Linked DNA regions of Pan troglodytes: region 1 is linked to region 2. The links are chromatin contacts, called in public Hi-C maps. All regions are on one chromosome and are shown on one strand. Each heading gives the region's core, a stretch centred on a gene start, on an enhancer-like site or on the middle of the called end of the contact. The rest is flanking DNA. Distances are from core to core; before and after follow the strand shown.

The links. A called contact is a pair of places that touch in the nucleus more often than the background predicts.
Region 1: a contact with region 2 is called in a Hi-C map of stem cell-derived neural progenitor cells, with 5 times the contacts expected there. The contact joins the promoter of PCBD2 here to the promoter of CAMLG in region 2. A contact is called at or near these places in 1 of 7 Hi-C or Micro-C datasets (stem cell-derived neural progenitor cells) and 1 of 1 datasets of contacts at active chromatin or transcription factors (stem cell-derived excitatory neurons).

The regions. Positions count from the first base shown.
Region 1 is chr4:132,650,542-132,657,101 of NHGRI_mPanTro3-v2.0_pri, reverse strand. PCBD2 (pterin-4 alpha-carbinolamine dehydratase 2) reads right to left here and starts at 5,255. Exons shown (of 4, transcript XM_001168076.7): 1 at 5,046-5,255. The coding sequence starts at 5,129.
Region 2 is chr4:132,484,671-132,490,648 of NHGRI_mPanTro3-v2.0_pri, reverse strand. It overlaps CAMLG (calcium modulating ligand), which reads right to left and starts at 3,460. Exons shown (of 4, transcript XM_518170.8): 1 at 2,432-3,460; 2 at 1-152. The coding sequence starts at 2,603.

The sequences.
Region 1 (6,560 bases), core at 4,006-6,505, 160 kb before region 2:
AAAGTCTGAAAGGCAACAAATTCTAACCATCTTTCAATCCTTTGTTCTCATAAGAGAGACCAAAGCAAGGCTAGCTCTGTGCAAAATAAGCTGCCTCCATGGCATGTCACCTCTGGCCCCCTTACTGCTGCCTCAGACTTCACAATTCAGCTTCTCTGGTTGGTTGGTTGGTTGTTTTGAGACAGGGTCTCGCTCTGTCGCCCAGGCTGGAGCGTAGTGGTGCAATCACGGCTCACTGCAACCTCCGCCTCCTGGGCTCAAATGATCCTCCCACCTCAGCCTCCCAAGCAGCTGGGACTACAGGTGCACACCACCACACCCAACTAATTTTTTGTATTTTTGGTAGAGATGGATTTTCACCATGTTGCTCAGGCTGGCCTTGAATTCCTGAGCTCAAGTGATCTGCCCGCCTGGACCTCCCAAAGTGCTGGAATTACAGGCATGAGTGACTGCGCCCGGCCCTTCTGTGGTTCATTACAGATACAACGAAGATTGACTATTACCACTGGCCATCTTGGACACTGCAGAATTCTAGGACTTGTGGCAAGTCTATTGGCAGGACCAGAATTAAAATTCAAGGCTCCAAACTCCTGGTCTATTGCTCTTTGGATGGCCCTACATCACCTCAGTAGCCTTCACTACTCTCTGCTGTATCTCTAATAAGCCAGAGAAGCTGAACTGTGACGTTTGAGGCAGCAGTAAGGGGGCCAGAGGGAACATACCATAGAGGCAGCTTATTTTGTACAGAGCCAGCCTTGTTTTGGTCTGTCTTTTGAGAACAAAGGAATGAAAGATGGTTTTAACTATTTGGAATTACCATCTCCTGTCACATCTAATGAAAACCAATCCCCAGATGGGGAAAAACAAATGCACATTTACATAGGATTTTATCTAACTTCTGGGGGTCCACAGATCCTCTGGACTACAGGTAAAAAGCCCTGGCCTCAGTGGGGTGGGTTTATGAAGCCCTTTTCTCAGAGCACCAGTCAGACAAACTCTCTCCATAGTTTGGCCAGAGTACTGCCCAGTCCAAAGCACTTGTGTGCACTGTCTGGCCTGTTTCTACGCATCCTGGGGATGACATTCACAAAGCCAGGTTCTGTTGGTTAACAGGCCCACACTTCCCATGCTATTGGTTTTTTAACTGAAATAACTTTAAACATCAGGGCCAGAGAGAAGAGATGGACACTTGACTAGAAGTCAGGAAAGCAGGGTTCTCATTCCAGGCAATACTTCCTGCCTTACCTACTTGCAGAGTTACTGTAGGCTCAGGTGAGAGAGAGGCTGTCACCCAGAAAGATGAACATTAGTGAAGGCTCCTCATCAAAGGGCAACTGTGGGCTAAGCTGCATTCCCTGGATTCTCTGCCATTAAGCTGCAACTCACTCCCACTTCAGAAATCCTAAAATCGTTTATCACTAATATTAAGAGAGGAAAAAGATTTTACCTTTAGACAACTTTTTCTATGAAGATGAAGAAAAAAATACTAATGAATCAGTTTTCTAGTTTTTCTTCTTTGCTAGGTCGGCTATTCTTCCCCACAACTAACAAAAGGAAAGAATGAGAGTACCTTTTTTTTTTTTTTTTTTTTTGAGACCAAGTCTTGCTCTGTCACCCAGGCTGGAGTGCAGTGGTGTGATCTCAGCTCACTGCAACCTCTGCCTCCCAGGTTCAAGCAACTCTTTTGCCTCAGCCTCCTGAGTAGCTGTGATTACAGGTGCATGCCACCACGCCCAGCTAACATTTTGTATTTTTAGTAGAGACAGGGTTTCACATGTTGGCTAGGCTAGTTGCAAACTCCTGACTTCAAGGGATCCGCCCACCTCAGCCTCCCAAAGTGCTGGGATTACAGGCGTGAGCCACTGTGCCCAGCAGAGAATACTTTTTAATTAAACAAAAATATGCAAAAGCTTGTTATTAAAAACCACTTACTAGATTAGTTGGGCATGGTGGCACACGCCTGTAATCCCAGCCATCCAGCCTGGGCAACAGAGTGAGACTCTGTCTCAAAAAAAAAAAAAAAAAAAAAAAAAAAACCATTTACTAGGGCTGGGCACAGTGGCTCACATCTGTAATCCTGGCACTTTGGGAAGCTGAGGTGGGAGGATCATTTTAGGCCAGGAGTTGAAGACTAGCCTGGGCAACACAATGAGACCTCGTCTCTACAAAAAAATTTTAAAAAATAGCCGGGTGTGGTGGACCATGTCCATAGTCCCAGCTACTTGGGAGGCTGAGGTGGGAGGATCACTTGAGACCAGGTGACTGAGGCTGCAGTGAACTATGATCACCACTGCATTCCAGCCTGGGCAACAGAGTGAGACCCTGTCTCTTAAAAAAAAAAAAAAAAAAAAGGCTGGGCGTGGTGGCTCACACCTGTAATCCCAGCACTTTGGGAGGCAGAGGTGGGTGGATCACGAGGTCAGGAGTTCAAGACCAGCCTGGCCAAGATGGTGAAACCCCATCTCTACTAAAAATACAAAAAATTAGCCGGGTGTGGCGGCAGGTGCCTGTAGTCCCTGCTACTCAGGAGGCTGAGGAAGGAGAATCATTTGAACCCGGATGATGGAGGTTGCAGTGAGCCGAGATCGTGCCACTGCACTCCAGCCTGGGCGACAGAGTGAAACTCCGACTCAAAAAAAAAAAAAAAAATCAAAAGAGATTCATTCATCAGTTTTTCAGTGACAGTTCTGAAAAACTTACACATACATCTATCATAAGAAATCTAAAATTCTTGGCGAGGCGTGGTGGCTCATGCCTGTAATCCCAGCACTTTGGGAGGCCAAGGCGAGCAGATCACAAGGTCAGGAGTTCGAGGCCAGCCTGGCCAAGATGGTGAAACCCGTCTCTACTAAAAATACAAAAATTAGCCAAGCATGGTGGCGCGCGCCTATAGTCTCAGCTACTCCGGAGGCTGAGGCAGGAGAATCGCTGGAACACAGGAGGCGAAGGTTGCAGTGCGCCAAGACCGCACCACTGCACTCCAGTCTGGGCAACAGAGCGAGACTCCGTCTCAAAAAAAGAGAAAGAATTCTGAAATTCTTATTAAACACTTATTTTGTCAACTCAGAGAATTTTGGAAAAGAAACAGAATTATGTGTGTCCACACTGAGTAGCTGCAAAGAAAACCATTAAACATGCTGCCTGTAATAAGGCAGGAACCTGGAGTCTGTAGAACACACTCTGAGCTGTTTTTTCTGAGTGCTGGACCATCCACATCCCCGCTAAGATCAGTGGTATGCACTTTATGCCCACAACAGACACCTGCCCAGCAGCAAGAACCACGCCCAGAACTGGGAAATGGAGCCACTTCATCTACATAACATCAAAGGCCCCCATGAGGGCACATTCACAGCAGAACCCTTGGTGGTGGGCTTAATTTTTTCAGGGGATGGGGGGTAGGCTAGGACTTGAAGAGAGTAAACTAGATCTAAGGTCTAACTTTGTTACTTTTAGCTGTGGGATACTAAACTCCGCTTTTCTGAATTCCGGGATCCTTCTGTCTGTAGTGGGGATATTATAATATCTACCTGACAAGATTTTTTGAAAGGCTTAGATTACAGATCTTGAATATGAGGGTACCTAGCATTCAGCCTGGCATGTGGCAGCGCTCAAATCATGTCTGTTGATTCATTCCTTCCCAGAACACCCTAATCTTACTGGATCACTAGCACCTGGGGCAGAGTACGCCTGAAGACACGCCTAGGTGACAGTAGGCACTCGTGTTCTCCCCTTCGTGGCCAAGAAACGGCGGAGTGCCTATCTTCCTCCGTCTTCGAGCTATTTTAAATTTCTTCTATTACAGCACTTTGGGAGGCCGAGGAGGGTGGATCACGAGGTCAGGAGATCGAGACCATCCTGGCTAACACTGTGAAACCCCACCTCTACTAAACATACAAAAAAATTAGCCGGGCGTGGCGACGGGCGCCTGTTGTCCCAGCTACTCGGGAGGCTGAGGCAGGAAAACGGCTTGAACCCAGGAGGCGGAGCTTGCAGTAAGCCGAGATCGCGCCACTGCACTCCAGCCTGGGTGACGGCGCGAGACTCCGTCTCAAAAAAAAAAAAAAAAAAAAAAAAAAATTTCTTCTATTAAAGGATTTCAGGCCAGGCGCAGTGGCTCGCGCCTGTAATCCCAGCACTTTGGGAGGCCGAGGCAGGTGGATCACCTGAGGTCAGGAGTTCGAGACCAGCCTGGCCAACATGGCGAAAACCCCTCTCTACTAAAAATATAAAAAATTACCTGGGCGAAATGGCACGCGCCTGTAATCGCAGCTACTCGGGAGGGTGAGGCAGGAGAATCGCGTGAACCCAGGAGACGGAGGTTGCAGTGAGCCGAGATCGCGCCACTGCACTCCGGGCTCGGCGATACAGCGAGACTCCGTATCGAAAAAACAAAACAAAACAAAACATTTCAAACTGAAATGGGCGGTTAAAATGCAACTTAAAATTAGATGGTGAGTTTAACGCACCACTTTTCCACTAGGTGGTGCTGCATGTTAAAACTTTCCATTTACTCCAAAATATTAATTTCTACAGCAGGAAAACTGACGGCCCCTTGGAAAAGGAAAGAAAAGCCAATATGTCACCAAAAAAGACAATTTATTAATAACTCCTCCAAAACCTCTGTGGGTTCCCCTTGGAGTGAAGCGCGAGCAGGGAGCCGCCATAGGGAGTCGGGCCCGCAGCGCCGTTCGTCCTCAGCACAGCGAGCGGCGGCGGGCACCGAATTGCTCTGCAACTACTTTTCACATCTGCCTTTTGTAGTTGCTGAACAAAATTCGTTCCCATTTGTTTCCGGTTGGCAAGTTCGTAGGCTTCGGCGGAAGTGTAAAGTCAAGGGCAAGTGGCGGAGGCTGCGGCCACCCCGGTCTCTGAGCGGCGCGCCGGGCAGGTGCTCAGTCCCAGGACGCGGTGACCCGACGCCCGAGCTCCAAGGCCCGGCCCACGCCGGGTTCGCCCCAGTCCCGCTGGTCCCTCAGCCGACGCCGCCGGGCATCGCACCGCCCCCCGACCCCGGACCCCCACCCACGCGGCCGCTGTACACTCACCATGGCCGCGAGCCCTAGCCTCTGGCCTCGCAGCGCCGCCAACAAGCGCCACGTCGCCCCCCGCGCCCCGAGCACCGCCGCCATTGGCCGTCTGCCGAGGGCTGCCCCGCGCGCTGCCTGCCGGCCGCCCACAGCCGCCCCCGACCCGACCCCGCCCAGCTACCGCCGCCCTGGTAGTCTCCCTGCGGGGCTGGCCCGGAGCGGGGGCTGTGTGTGGGCAGCGCCCAGCCTTCCCGCGGGCACAGGCGCAGCCCGGACCCCGAACACCCCCAGGAGCTTCAGCGGTCGCCAGCGCCCTTGGCCGCCAGGTGGACTCTGCGCGCCCCACAGCCGTAGGCCCAGCAGCCGCGCGCGGTCCCCGCCCCGTGCGGGCCCGTCGCGTCTGTGCCCGGGACGCAGGTCGCCCGGCGTGCGCTGGCCTTGCCCTCCGGTCCTCGCTGCGCTAGGAGGAACTTCGCCCAGCCTCGGGCGCCGGCCTCCTCCGCTTCGCGGGCGCTAGCACCGAGCTGTGCTCCCCGCTTGGCGGCGCTGCGCGCAGTCCATGCGGGCAGGAGGATGTCGCAGGCCAGGGAGGGGCAGTTGAGCGGCAGGGCTGGGGCAGTGAACCACGGCAGTTCCCATCGGGGGCTCCTAAGTCTTGCAGTCGTGGGTTCGAACGCAGCCTCTGTTCAGTCATCGCGCAGCTGCCAAGTTCTTGAGCCAGCTGGCTCGTCTGGGTTTGCCTGGACCAAAAAGTGTGGAAACCCGGCCTGTAATCCCCTCCCAAACGTGTCCGTGCCCTGTTTACCCCCAGGCTCAGCACACAGTAGGAGCTCTGCAGACAGCTGTGAACAGATTTAGGTGAATCTTTTCTTGTATCATTTTTGGGGAGGTATTCTTTCTTTTTTTTTTTTTTTTTTTTTGGCTTTTTTGAGATGTAATTGACATACTATTAAGAATATTCACTTGTATCTTTTTTTTTTTTTTTTTTTTTTTGAGACGGAGTCTCGCTCTGTCGCCCAGGCTGGAGTGCAGTGGTGCGATCTCGGCTCACTGCAAGCTCCGCCTCCCGGGTTCACGCCATTCTCCTGCCTTAGTCTCCCGAGTAGCTGGGACTACAGGCACCCGCCACCACGCCCGGCTAATTTTGTTTTTGTATGTTTAGTAGAGACGGGGTTTCACAGTGTTCGCCAGGATGGCCTCAATCTCCTGACGTCGTGATCCGCCCGCCTCGGCCTCCTAAAGTGCTGGGATTACAGGTGTGAGCCACCTCGCCCGGCCTCTTTTTCGTTTGTTTTTAACTGAATAGTTTAAGCAGGCCAGGCATGGTGGCCCGCACCTGTAATCACAGCACTTTGGGAGGACTAGGCAGGAGGATCACTTGAGGCCAGATGTTCGAGATCTGCCTGGGCAACATGGCAAAACCCCATCTCTATTAAAAATACAAAAATTAGCCACGCGTGGTGGCACGTGCTGGTAGTTCCAGCTATCCGTGAGGCTGAGATGGGAGGATGGCTTGAGCCCGGGAGGCTGCAG
Region 2 (5,978 bases), core at 2,211-4,710:
GGTCCCCTTTACCTCGGCCACACCACCCTGCTGGTCAGTTGTTCCTGTACTGACTGAATCACCCAGCACTACTCGCTTTGAAACGGAAGGAACGCTGAGGGAGTTCAGTTTATCACTGTCCTGCTGCTTTGATTTTGTTTGACTTTCTTCTTCTGAGAAAAGAAATGTAAAAGCCTTATGTATTTATTCCATATTGGCAAACACCTTACATGTTTATGTTTTAAAATATGCTGTTGCAGCTAGAACTCAGCAGCCTCTGAATCAAAATAAATAAATACCGATTCTGCATTAAAGAAAAGCTGGTTTCGGCCAAGTAACATGGCTCATGCCTGTAATCCCAACACTTTGGGAGGCTGAGGCGGACGGATCATGAGGTCAAGAGATTGAGACCATCCTAGCCAACATGGTGAAACCCCGTCTCTACTAAAAATACAAAAATTAGCTGGGTGTGGTGGCGTGTGTCTGTAGTCCCAGCTGCCTATAGTCCCAGCTACTCTGGCTGAGGCAGGAGAATCACTTGAAACCCGGGGGGCGGAGGTTGCAGAGATTGCGCCACTGCACTCCATCTGCATCTGCCTGGCGACAGAGCGAGACTCCATCTCAAAACAAAAAAAAGAAAAAAGCTGGATTCTTCCTCTACACCCTCAAAATATATCACCCAAAATGAATATTCTGCAGAGGAAATAACCCAAACTTTGTGGGTAGGAGATAAGATTAGTAGACAAACTGGGAAAGATATTCAGAGATGGAGCAAGCTGAAAAGACCAACTTTTTATGGATAATATATCCCAGATGTATGATTGCATTGCCTGCCTTAGCTTATTTGGTTAAAAATATAAAATCAGTAAAGCCTTTTAAAATCTATATTTTAAAATTAGATTTCTGAATCCAGTGCCCTATGAGCATAGGGTGTGGCATATCCCACAGCTACTGTTTATGTAGTCAGGCAGCCATTAGTAAGCACTTCAGCAGTTTTAAGACACTACTCTGGGGTTTTGTTTTTGTTTTCGTTTTAAAAAAAAGGCCAGGCACAATGGCTCACACCTGTAATCCTGTAAGCCCAGCACTTTTGGAAGCCAAGGCTGGTGGATCACTTGAGCCCAGAAGTTCGAGACCAGCTTAGGAAACATAGTGAGACCCCCCCCCCCCGCCATCTCCACACACACAATTTTTTTTTAAATTAGCCAGGCATGGTGGTGTACACCTGTGGTCCTAGCTACTCCGGAGGCTGAGGTAGCAGGATTGCTTAAGCCCGGGAGTTTGAGGCTGCAGTAAGCTATGATCATGCCACTGCACTCCAGCCTGGCCTACAGAGGGAGACCCTGTCTCAAAAAATAAAACAACCTTTAAAGACATAAAATTTTCAAAGCAAAAGAACAAAATATAGAAAGTACCTCAGGTAAGATCATAAATAATGCTTTAAGAATAAATAGCCCGATAGAAAAATGTTTCTTCTATTGTTCTAGAAGAATTTGAAATGGTTTTCTTACCTCTCATTTGAACTGTCTAAAAGTTCAGAGCTATACACCTAAAGCCTTACAGAACAAAAGTCACAAAGATATAAGGAGCTTGCGACCAGTGACTAAAGGCCAATTACTAAAGGAAACACTGGAAACTTAGATAACACTAGGGCGCGCTAATTGCTCAATTATACTCACGTGAAATAAATTTTTTTTAAAGAAAATCATTGGACATGTGTTTGGGGGAGGAAGGAGGCGCTCTCCTTAGAAATGCAGCTCCAGACATCAATCACAACAATATCCCCTGATGAGGAGAGGAAACTCTCAGGTGTGCACTTCGCACTTGCTGGGTCTCTGAAGAATGCTCACTCTCACTTTTCCCACCTTTTCTAGCCGGCCCGTAGGTGACAGTGTTGAGGGCACTGAACACAAACACTAGGATACGAGCACAAGAGTCCCTGATACACGTAGGATGAACTAGCGGGCAGTTCAGTAAAGACAGGCTGATGTGGGCAGACAAGAGTTACACAGCAAAAGGCAAAAGAAGGTAGACGCTAGAGAAGGCACTGTAAGGAAAAGCACTTGGAATCTTAAGAAGGAAAGCCATCTTCCTAAGGGGAGCAGTAGACACGACAGTCTGGGGGATAGAACGTGCGCCCTTCAAGAAAGGCGAGGAGTGGCTAAGGAAAAAAGGGGCTGTTCAACGTAACTGGGAAGAGGGAGTGAGAGCTCTGCAGGCAGGGTGGGGAAAATCTCACGGCGAGGCCCCGGGAAAATTGGGGGGAGCGACTAGGAACATCCTGGGGTTCAGGGATGAGAACTTGGGATATCACCGAAGGGGCGGGACAGAGAGGAAGTCAAAGACCAAGGCTTGGTCAAAAAGGTCAGAGGAGTGGAGGTGGGAGAGGGAAGAATGACCCTGAAGATTCAAGGTGATGGGCGGGAGACTGAGGGGAAATCGACGCTCTTACCCGCGCCGCTCCCGGGCCTGTGAAAGCCCATGATCCGGTTGATGCGCTGTTCCGAGTTCATGAGCAGCTTTCTCCGACGCAGCTCGGCCCGACGCTGGGAAGCCGACAGACCTGAGCCCGCTGGGACCCCCGGCCTCTCCCCGCCGTCGGTAGCGACGGCCATCGACTCCATCCCCCCGTCCACAGTCTGGGAGGGGTGGCAGTGGCGGTGATGTTGGCCGCCGCTGCGAGGGCGATGACTAGAGGCCGGGCCGCAGGGCGCGCGTCCCCTTCCCACTATAGACCCGCCCCCGAGCGCGGTCCCGGAGCCTGTGAGCTAAGCACTCACGCACCGCCCCACGCGACCAAGCGCGAGGCTCTGGCCGCCATCTTGAGTGAGGGCAGCGCTGGAAGCTCTGGTGCCTCCCCAACTCTTCTGGCCCTCACCCAACAGCCCCCTCTGCTGTTCACTCGGAGGTGAAGAAAACCAGCACCCAGGGCCGGGAGTGGTGGCTCACGCCTGTAATCCTAGCACTTTGGAAGGCCGAGGCGGGCGGATCACGAGGTCACGATTTCGAGAGTAGCCTGGCCAACATGGTGACCCCCTCCCCCCTCCCCCCACCCGTCTCTACTAAAAATACAAAAACTTAGCCGGGCGTGGTGGCGCGCGCCTGTAATCCCAGCTACTCGGGAGGCTGAGGCAGGAGAATCTCTTGGACCCAGGAGGCGGAGGTTGCTGTGAGCCGAGATCGCGCCACTGTACTCCAGCCTGGGCTACAGAGCGAGACTCTGTCTCGAGAAAAAAAAAAGAAAGAAAGAAAGAAAACCAAACCGGGAGTGGGAAAGGGATGGCAGTAAATAGGTCAGCCTAGATTTGGTGCCAGGAAGCAAAATGGAGGTCGCAGCGGCAGTCGCTTGTTTACAGACCCGCGGCCTCGCCTGTAGGCAATGGGAATACGTAACCCTGGGAGCCGCGCTTAAAGGGAGCCTTACGCTGGGATTTGTTCTTGGTGCCTGTTCCTCATCCTTAACTTCTCTACGCCGAAGTATACGGCTGATGTGTTCCTAGGCTTTCCTCGCGTTTTGTGCGTTTTTATTCAAATTAGAATTTCCCATTGAAACCTTTCGTGCACATTCTATCTAAATTGCCAACACTCCCCATTCCCCTTCACCTTGTTTTTTCTCCTTGTCGTTCATGACCACCTCGCATGCTATTATTTTTTCTCCTTGCCATTTATGACCACCTCGCATGCTAAAGATGCTCCAGCCTGGGCGACAGAACGAGACTCCGTCTCAAAAAAAAAAAAAAAAAAAAAAAAAAGGAAAAGGAAAGAAAAAAACAAAAAGGCCGGGAGCGGTGGCTCACGTCTGTAATCCTAACTTTGGGAGGCTGAGGCAGGCGGATCACCTGAGGTCAGGAGTTCGAGACCAGCCTGGCCAATATGGCAAAACCCCGTCTCTTCTAAAAATACAAAAATTAGCCGGACCTGGTGGCATGCACCTGTAATCCCAGCTACTTGGGAGGCTGAGGCAGGAGAATCGCTTGAACCTGGGAGGCAGAAATTGCAGTGAGCCGAGATCATGCCACTGCACTCCAGCCTGGGCGACAGAGGGAGACTCCGTCTCAAAAATACATATATAAAAGAAAGAAATAAAATAAAATCAGAACAAATGACTGGGCGCGGTGGCTCATGCCTGTAATTCCAGCACTTTGTGAGGGCTGAGATGGGTGGATTACTTGAGGCCAGGAATTCGAGACCAGTCTGGCCAACGTGGCAAAACCCTGACTGTACTAAAAATACAAAAATTAGTCGGGCTTGGTGGCGTGTGCCTGTGGTCCCAGCTACTTGGGAGGCTAAGGTGGGAGCATCACCTGATCCTGGGGAGGTTGAAGCTGCAGTGAGCAATGATCGGGCCACTGCACTCCAGACTGGGTGACACAGTGAGACCCCATCTCAAAAAAGTTTTTTCAGAAAAAAATAATATATTTGCTATATTGTAATGGATCCAGTCTGGATTATAGTCATCATTAATAGCAATACAGTCATAAAATATAATTTTAAGTATGTTTTCAGGCAGGAAGGAGCCACAAAGGCAAAAGAGCTTAGGGCCCTTGAAAGTCATAATGCAGCCTTGGCATTCAGTAATGACTTACTAAGTGAATGATTAGATGAATGAAGGAATTGAATCCATCAACCCTTGCTAACAGGGAGCATGGCCAGTTCACACCTGAGGCTGCGGAGGGTTTTGAAGCAGCTTACTGGGTGGGCCCCCTGCAACTAAGCCTGCCACACAATCACCCTCAAAATAAGGAAGTGGGTGAAATACCACTTAGAAGATAATAAAATACTATATTTATATTAATACTGAAAAAGAAGTGAAAACAAAAGAAACTTCGGTTTGGATTCAACAACATAAGGAGCTCAAAGAATATACAGACTGAACTTTCACCCTTGATTGGATGAAAGTTAAATCCCAGGGACATCCACTAGTTAATAATTTTAAAGTATTAGAGGAAGTTCTTCTGCATATCTGCACAGACATAGATCTCTGAGCCCTAGACTGTTCCTTAAAACAATTTTACACACAACTGAAAATAATGGAAATAACTGTCAAATACTAACAAATGTGCAGAATTTGATGAGGCACAGCCCTGATCAATCAAGACGGTTCCAGAAAGGGTTTGAGGAGCTAAATTAGAATTATAGTGTTATATTCAATGATATAAGCATCAAGCAAATTATTTCCAAGTAATATTTCATTCCTCCTTGAAACTGAGGAAGCCGTATAACTGAACTTGAACAGAATTATAAAAAATGTCTGGGCTGGCATTTGGGAGGTCCAGGCAGGAGGATCACTTGTGGCAAGGAGCTCAAGACTGACCTGGGCAACATAGTGAGACCCCCTTCTCTATTTAAAAACAAAAGAGATTGGGAGGCCAGGCGCGGTGGCTCACGCCTTTAATCCCAGCACTTTGGGAGGCTGAGGTGGGTGGATCACTTGAGGTCAGGTGTTCAAAACCAACCTGGCCAACATGATGAAACCCATCTCCACTAAAAATACAAAAATTAGCCAGGCATGGTGGCACACACCTGTAATCCCAGCTACTCGGGAGGGTGAGGCAGGAGAATCACTCAAACCTAGGAGGCAGAGGTTGCAGTGAGCTGAGATTGCACCACTGCACTCTAGCCTGGGCGACAGAGTGAAACTCTGTCTCAGAAAAACAAAAAAAAAAGAGTGCAGGCGCAGTGGCTCACACCTGTAATCCCAACACTTTGGGAGGCCAAGGTGGGAGGACTGCTTAAGCTTAGGAGTTCAAGACCAGCCTGGGTAACATAGTGAGACCTCGTCTCTAGAAAAAAAAAAAAAAAAAAAATCAAAAAATTTAAAAAAATTTAAAACGAGGCAGGAAGTTTGCTGCAATGAGCCATGATTGCATCACTCCACAACCACCTGGGTGATAGAGCTAGACCTTATCTCAAAAGAAAAAGAGTAAAAGAATGAATTGATGAAACTGCTTAAAAGAAATTCAAGAAAAATTTTCAGAAATTAGCAAATTACTTCCTCT